Regions from separate parts of the Mus musculus genome. Here region 1 is linked to region 2. The links are chromatin contacts, called in public Hi-C maps. All regions are on one chromosome and are shown on one strand. Each heading gives the region's core, a stretch centred on a gene start, on an enhancer-like site or on the middle of the called end of the contact. The rest is flanking DNA. Distances are from core to core; before and after follow the strand shown. Region 1 overlaps Prkcz (protein kinase C, zeta). Region 2 holds the start of Prkcz (protein kinase C, zeta).

Region 1 (4,249 bases), core at 581-3,080, 53 kb before region 2:
GTGGGGGGTGGGGTGGGGCAGCAGTGAGGGTGGAAGGTAGGAAGGCCGGGGTAGGGTAGGACGACGCCATCTGAGTGTGCGCTCACCTCCTGCCCTTAGGGACTTTCCCATCCCATCTCAAACTTCCTGCTTCTCAACACTGATCCATCTTCCAGATGAAAGTAAGGCTTACACATGTCATGCTTTCGAAGGTAAATGAAGAATAACAGGGAAATCATAGAAACAGGCCTGGGTAGAGAGGTACGGGAACTGCAACCGTGGGAAGCTATGGCCGCGTGGGAGACGGGCTGTTTGTGAGCAAGGGGAGCAGGCAAGGTTCCCACGTGGGTTTTCCACCCTTTCAGCTGCCCCGTTCTGTGCCCTGGGTGTGTCCCTCTGCAACCACAACACACCAGAGGATGTAGAAAAACATGCAGCAAAGAGACAGCCAAACAGAGGAGAAGCCCCAGTCCCCTTGTCTGCAGGGGGCATCCTTGGTGCATCAGAGATGTGTGAGAAGCTCACACACTGCTGCTGCTCAGAGGAAGACGGGGGTGGGGGTGGGGTAGGGGGAAAACTGGCCATGAGACAGTGTCCCTGGTGCGATGCATGAGCCTCAGTGGGGATTCACCCAGGTCACGCCGGCCAACCGTAGTAAAGGGACCCAGATACCGGTGTGAGGAGGAAGATAAGATGTGAAGCCAGGCGTGGTGGCTCACACCCACGACCCCGACACTTCATTAGCTGAGACAGGAGGACTGCCACCAGTCCAAGGTCAGCCTGGCCTGCATAGCAAGACTTCATCTAAAACAAACCAAAACAGAGGAAGAGAGGGAAACAGAAACAGGGGGAACGGCATGCACAGAATACACTATGCACGTGTTTGAAAGCGTTGTAGTGAAGTCCATTACTATGTACAACTGATATGTGCTATGGAAAACATTCAAAAGGCTAAGAAACAAACTGAACCCGGGCTGGTCAGTTCCTATTGGGAGTCAGACTTCTAGCCTCAACTTCCTTTTTGGGCAGAACACAGGAAAGAGGCCCCTTCCTGGGAGTGTGTGCTTACTGTCTATTCCATGGGCACAGGTCCTGGTAGTCCCACCTACTCCAGCCTTGAGATTGTTCATTTAATACCTATACTAAGCAACAGAAATGTATTCTAGTGATATCAGTGACAAGAGAGAGACAGAGACAGAGAGACAGGGAGAGACAGAGAGAGACAGAGAGACAAGGAGAGAGAGACAGGCAGACAGACAGACACACTCTGACTGCTGGTTAGGCTGTGGTGGGTCACCTTGGATGCTCACACACTGAGTGGGACCAAAAGGAGGCAGGGTAAGTCTGGGTCACCTTGTGGCTACTGCTCATGGCCAGCTACAACCACCACCCATCAGTGCCATCTGCATCTATCCATCACAACACCGAAACGTCATCAGTACCCTCACTCCTGGGTTCAACGGCCGTGTCACACACGAAAATCTGTGAGGTACTTTGTGTCACAGGGAAAAGGACAAGGGGCTTGGAGCTTGTTTCTCAGGTGCCTGGTGAGCACATACAGGACCCGTGACCTCTGATGGAAACCAGGCACTGAGGTTCCTGGGTCTCAGGTGGGCAGGAAGATACCAGATCCTCCCCAGCAGCCAGACACGGCAGACAGGCTCTGTGAAGTACTACAGTGAAGCCTACGGGAAGCTGTGCTGCCATCTGGGGGAGCGGTGAAATAAATCCCACAACAGCTGCTCCGTGGTTCCCAGGGAAGGAAAGAGAAAGACTCACACTGGTGTGAGGCAGGGGCAGCTCTTTCCGGAGGGAAAACTGTCCACGTGGACAGCGATGCTCTGGCTGGATCTCGGGGGCCCTCTGCTGGATGAAACGCCTTAACAGGGTTTCTGAAGGTGCCCGGACAAACCTCACACAGTCTCTCTCTCTGCCCGTGCCTGAGCCTCTCACAGAGAACAGGATCAGAAGGCAGGCAGGCAGAGGAGGACTAAGGGACCTGACAGCTTGCTATGTAACAGTGGCCACACAGGTTCTGGGGATGCATAAACTTGATGCTATCCCTTTATCTACCAGAAACAGACAGGGCTGTGGAAGAGGGGCTGCCTATGGGTCCCAGGAGCCCCAGGAACCCTAGGAGACCAAGAATCCTTTCCTGACCAGTAAACATTAAGAAGAATGGCCCTGGGAGACCTGGAAAAAGTCCAGCACATGCCAACCATTGCACTAGTTGATGCAAAGACTCAAGTACACTATGATACAAATTGAGAGGGCCAGCTGGAAGGTTGACCAGTAGTTTTCTTTTTATTGATTTAATGGGAAGACATCAACTTCCAAGTAATTCAGTTGCCATGGACTCGTGCTAAGTACGGCTCCTGTCGATGGAGGAAACGCGCACACAGCAAGTGGATCACTGCCCACCTCCCCCACGGTCAGTGGACTGGATTAAGTCCTTAGATCTGAGGGCCAAGGCTAGAGCTCAGGAGCTAGAATCTGCAGGACTCGACGAAGCCAGCAATGGACAGAACACAGGGCACAGAGGCTACTATCGAGAGCTCGATTGGAGGCATGCTATGAATGTAACTTGCTGTGGAGAACCACGGAAGGGAAACGTGTGGCTTCTACCAGTCTAAGCCTCCAGCCAAGGGTGAGTGAGGAAAGCTGGAGAAACCAAAGCCACACTGGAGGAAAGTGACCGTGGGGGCAGGCTGGGCCTTCCTGATTCTTTAGGGCCTATATGGAAAACATGGGCTGGGGCTCAGTGCTTGGATATCTGACTGGAGACAGGAACAGCAGCTCAGGTAACTAAGACAAGAGATGGATGTAGAGATCTGTCTCTACCATGTGGGCACCAAAGGCCGCTTTCTTCCACAACAGACACTCTTCCTCAGATAGCTCCAGAGGCTACCTGGAGCTGGGTTGAGTTCAGGTGAGGCCTGTCCCTGGCTTGGGGATGACTGCACCTATGTCCTTCATAGTGGGGTGTTAGATGAGCACAGCCTCTCAAGGTCTCTCTTGGTAGGGACGCCAACCTCCTTACATTACCCACATCACCTCCAAAGCCTCATGACCTCTCTCTCTGAAGATACTGTAGGTTGAAATATGTTTGGCACACCTGACTCAGCAAACTCAGGTAGGGATTCAAAGCTGGGTGAGAAAAGGCTGCATAACGGGAGCCTAAACTGAACTGGAAACGCACACTGCACAAACAAAGCCCGGATAACTACTTGTCAGCAAATCTGCGGTTTTGGAAAAAAAAAAAATCACTAACAAGGGTATTTCAGGCAGAGGGAAAATTGTCACAGCTAGGCGAGGTGAGACGGAGCACGCTGGAGGGGCTGTGGGGGCGCATAGGTGCAGTCCATGGGAGGTTATGGAAAGATTATGTGAAAATACTGTGGTGTCTCATACATGGGACCTGAGCACCTGCAGATTTGGATGTCCGGGTGGTGGGAGTTAGAGAAAAATCCCCAAAATAAACTATATAGACAGTAGGTGGAGGGGAGCTAGAAAAAAAATCCCCCAAAATAGACTATACAGACAGTAAGTTTCCCTTCACCACCACACACACAGCAACCTCAATAGCTGTTCTTTTTTTTTTTTTAAACGATTTATTTATTTATTTATTGTAAGTACACTGTAGCTGTCCTCAGACATTCCAGAAGAGGGAGTCAGATCTCGTTACGGATGGTTGTGAGCCACCATGTGGTTGCTGGGATTTGAACTCCTGACCTTCGGAAGAGCAGTCGGGTGCTCTTACCCACTGAGCCATCTCACCAGCCCAATAGCTGTTCTTTTACAGGGCAACTGAGGCTTCAGGTAAGAGGGTTTTAAAGATATATAACACTTTCTAGCTCACAATGGGCCCACTTAGGACTTTTTGACTTTACAGAGTGAGATCAACACAAATCCAGCAGGAAATCTGGTTTGAACTTAGTATGTTTCCCTGGCTAATGGGTGGGGACGACTGTTACAACGCTCGACGTGGCAGAGAGCAACAGTTTCCAGTCTACCTGAGCTCATGGGCTCAACAAACGAAGAAGCGCCTCTGTCAGCGGTGCCAAGTGAATTTCAACTTCCAGTAATTTCAGTTTCTGATGGCTTTATGGGACAAGTCTGTCTCAGTGGAGGGACACGTGCGACACTTCTCGTCTTGAAGACTGACACTTCAGGAGGATGAGAGCATTCATCAAAAGACGTGGAGCCCGGAGCCCAAGTGTGTAGAGCATGCGCGGAACCCTGGAACCCCAGTTCTTAGGAGGAGGAATGA
Region 2 (3,919 bases), core at 1,033-3,532:
GAGAACACAGAGTGGCCTGACTCCTCAAATACAGGTGACCACTGGTGGCAGCACTCCTCTCAAGCCTCAGAGGAGCCGAGGAACAACCAGAGGACAAATGGCCACCACTGTCTAAAGACAGGGCTGTATCTTTGACTCTCAACTTTGTCACCTCCATTAAGGCAGTGTCTAACCCTGAGCCTCCAAGACACTGCCTTCCTGGACAGAACATCTTCCCCAATCCACAACTTTCACAGCTGAGAGAGTATCTCTGCCTGGGGCTCAAGCTCTGGAGAGGCACCCAGTTGGCAGATTTCAGAGTAAGTGGGGAGGAAGGCTGTGGAGGAGACTCTTCCAGGGGGAGATGAAAGGAGGTGGGGGGGGTACAGAAGGGGTGCAGTGGTGTGGAGAAGTGGGGAGAAACGGGAGAGTGCAGGAAGGGGTGGAGAAAGGGAGAGGGGAAGGAAGAGGAAGGGGGTGCAGCTCTTGTCAGTTGAGGAAACTGGAGTCAACAGGTTGAATTACACTGCCAGTAACCAAAGTGCTCCCCAGGGGCAAAAGGGAGGGAGGGGTAGGCAAGACTGACAAGTCCAGGACTGGGGGAACTGTCCAAGGTGAGCCATGACCCTAAGGTGTGCGCTAAACCCGCCCTAAGGGAAGGGTGGGTCCCTCCCCTGAGGGCCTCGGCTTTAGCTTAGGGGGTTCCAGGCAGAAGAGAGTCTGTCAGCTTTAGCAGGCTCACTACAGAATCTGGCAAGCCAGAGGACACAGCTAAGCGTTCCCTTTTGGCAGGGCACTCCAGGCCAGAGTCAGGGCTGCAGACCTCAACTTTGGGTGAGGCTGGCTGCCTCCACCACCCCCAACCCCCGAAATCTTTCTTTCTCTGGCTGTACCAGAAACCCGCCTCCAAATCCAGGACCACCAGAAGTTGGCCTGAGGCTGAAAAGAGAATCTTCTACCCAGGCAAGGAACCACTTCCAAAGGACCAGTCACTTGTCTCTGTGGCTGGGACCGGCCACTCTGTAAAACTCCTAGGAATGCTGAGAGCCCAGTTCAGCCACAGGACCAGCATTCCACTCCACTCCCTTTCTCCTTCCCAAGAGCAGCGACCCTCGACCCTTGACCCTTGACCTGGGAGTACCCAGGCTGGTTCCAGGACACACAGCACCTAAGCAAGAAGCTGTCAAAGCCTTAGGCCTCTACCCTCTTCTGTCTACACAATCAGGGGCAAGATTATGGGATTCTCCGACCCAGCCTGGGCGAACCAGCCACCAGAAAACCAACACCATCACTCCGCTCTCATCACTCAATGCTCCTGGACAACCATACTAACCACTGTCATGCCCCTATCGGTCCCCTCCCCACTCCACCCTCTCCCTCCCGGAAAACAAGGCGGAATCCAGGGCTAAGGGCCGAGGCCAGCCCCCAAAACCACCTCCAGGAATGTGACGGAAAAGACCATCATCCCTGTCCTAAAAAACAGGGCAAGACTATTCTGGAGAGCTTCAAAAAGTTCTGTCCCCCGTCCCCCCCCCCCCCCCCCGAACCAAAGCTGCGAAAATGTGCTCTGGTGTTCCCACAACTTCAAGCATTCTTGTGCGTGCCATGGATCAAAGGTTTTCCTTACACTTAAACAGCGGCCAATTTGAATAATCTTGGGTGTGTTGGGTTTGTTGTTGTTTTTTTTTTTTTTTTTTTTTACTTTTTTTTTTTTTAATGCACCAGAGGTTTTCACAATCTGATGAAAACTTTTATAGACCATGCAAGTTTGTCCTTAAAGTCCCTGACTGAGACCAAGGCTAGGAGCGCAACAACACCTGCCTGCTGTGTGCGCCCAGAGAGAACTAGCTAGGCGGAGTGCGCCCCGCCCTCGAGGTTTCCCTCGGGCCACATTGAAGGGCGCCACCGCAGCTCCCGGGGCGCCTCGTCGTCGCCTCCCTGCCTCCTTCGCGCGCAGCACCCCGACAGCCCCGAAGTTCCACCGCCGCGCAACCCGCTTTGCCCGCTGTCCGGCGCTGCGCGCTCACCCGCCGTAGTGCGCCTTCAGACGGACGCGGCCGCCGCTCCGGTCCATCTTGGGGTCCGTCCTGCTGGGCATGGCGCACTCAGCCAGCCGCCGTCAGCGCTGCTTCCAGGGCGCTCCGGCCATGGCTAGCGGCCCCGGAGAAGGGCCGGGTTGCCAGGCGGGGCAGACGGCGGAACGCGGAAGGGAGCGCGCGGAAGGGAGCGCGCAGCACGGGACAGACGGCACCCGCCTCGCCAACTCCGCGGAACTTGGGCGGTGCGCGGAGCTGGGGGCACACTGGATGGGGGCGGAACCTGGCCATCGAGACGGCCAATCCACGAGGCGGGAGGCACCTGTGGCCAATGAGGGCTCCCCGGGGCCGCCACCTGGGCCAATCCTCGGGGGGCCGCGCGGCCGCGGCCCAATAACCAGAGTGCAGGATGAACTACCTGTCGGGCGCGGCCCTGGGCCAATGGGAGCGCGCACGTAGTGGCTTTGCCCGGCAACGGGCGGCGACCCGAATAGTCCAGGGACAGTCAGGCCACTCCGCCCCGTGCTTCTGAGTCTGCTGGGTCTGTTGTGCTGAAAGCCGGGCAAACTTTTTGGAGGTGCGGGTTGTCCGATGTTTTCAGACCTTCGGAGTACGAACTCCAGCTGTCCGCAGCGTCCCCGAGGTTGCGAGGAGCTGAGCAACTCCTCAAAGTGCGAGCTGGTCTGGCCCTCCGGTCCCAGCCCTCCCAACTTCAGGGGCATCCCGCATCCCCAGCCAGGAGGGCCTGTCTTTATTCGCCGCCTCTGCACCAGTTAGCTTCTCCGCCGAACAGATCTGGAGAATCGTAAGGTCTTCTTAGCCCTTCGCTTTACATTCCACACGCGTGCCTGGTTCTTCTTGGTGCCAGGCACTGAGGTGACGCTGGAGGGCTGAAAAGACGCAGCGGCCCTGATCTTACATCCCGCGTTCTCTCTAGAAGACACCTATTGGCAGCCACCTGGTCATCTTCAGATGCCTTTTTGTTTGTTTTGTTTTTTGAGACAGGCTTTCTCCGTAGCTCAGGCTGCCCTAGAGCTCTCTCTGTAGACCAGGCTGGCCTTGACCTCAGAGATCCACCTTCTTCTCGCTCCCAAGTGCTGGGATTAAAGGCATATGCCACCCCCGCAGGCTTTAAGTGGCTTTTAAACACTTTAATCTTAAAAATAATTTTTAAAAAAATGGTGGCATGCCTACAATCTCAATATTAGAGAAACGGAGGCTGTAGCCAGCCCGGTAATCCCCAGTAATGCCTCAGATAATTTTTCAAAACCCTTTGAACTCAAACCTGGTTCTCTGCACCTCTGTAGCTTCTGTCATGGCTATTAGCACTCCTTGTCCTCACCCGCCCAGGCTCCTAAGTGCTGAGATTCCAGATGTGTGTCACACTGAGTTCACAGACATATTTTTGTTTATTTTAGCGTTGGGAAATGGACGAAAGTTTTTATTTTAGGTGTATGACTGTTGTTTTGCCAGCATGTGTAGTCCTGTGTATTTGCACACCTCATGGGTGCAGTGCCCTGGAGAGGTTAGAAGAGCTCTGGGCTCACCCTGGAACTGGAGCAAGTTGTGAGATGCCATGTGGGTGCGTGGCAGGTCCTCTGCAAGGTAGCTGGTGAACCCTTAATCCTCCTGCCACACAGTCTTCCAAGCGGTTAAAATGACAGCCTGAGTTAGGCTGTGCTGCTTGGACTTTTACTTACTTTTCTGCTTGTCTGGTTGTCTGTCTCTGTGTAGCTATGTACCTGTGTATCCCATGCTGTCCTGGAACTAACTCTGTAGTCAAGGCTAGTCTCAAGCTCAGACTGCTTGTCTTCCCCCGCCCCCGCCCCCGCCCCCCCCAACATGCCGAGATTAAAGGCGTGCTCTACCATGTCCAGCTTAACCCTTAACAGCAACAGATTCAG

What was found. A called contact is a pair of places that touch in the nucleus more often than the background predicts.
Region 1: a contact with region 2 is called in a Hi-C map of CD8 T cells, with 1.7 times the contacts expected there. The contact joins the enhancer-like site here to the promoter of Prkcz in region 2. A contact is called at or near these places in 13 of 484 Hi-C or Micro-C datasets (CD8 T cells, cortical glia, embryonic stem cells and 5 more), 2 of 115 datasets of contacts at active chromatin or transcription factors (embryonic stem cells and memory CD8 T cells) and 2 of 9 other capture datasets (adipose tissue and pancreatic islet).

Annotation. Positions count from the first base shown.
Region 1 is chr4:155,306,466-155,310,714 of GRCm38.p6, forward strand. The region is part of intron 4 of Prkcz (protein kinase C, zeta); the gene reads right to left. Among named protein-coding and RNA genes, the nearest start is that of Prkcz, 53 kb to the right of the region's middle. Within about 2 kb of position 1,831, at least 100 of the 459 cell types and tissues checked have an H3K27ac peak or open chromatin away from gene starts, as enhancers often do. A contact at or near this core is called in CD8 T cells, memory CD8 T cells, neurons and 1 more, where this site is marked.
Region 2 is chr4:155,359,146-155,363,064 of GRCm38.p6, forward strand. Prkcz (protein kinase C, zeta) reads right to left here and starts at 2,283. Exons shown (of 18, transcript NM_008860.3): 1 at 2,007-2,283. The coding sequence starts at 2,077.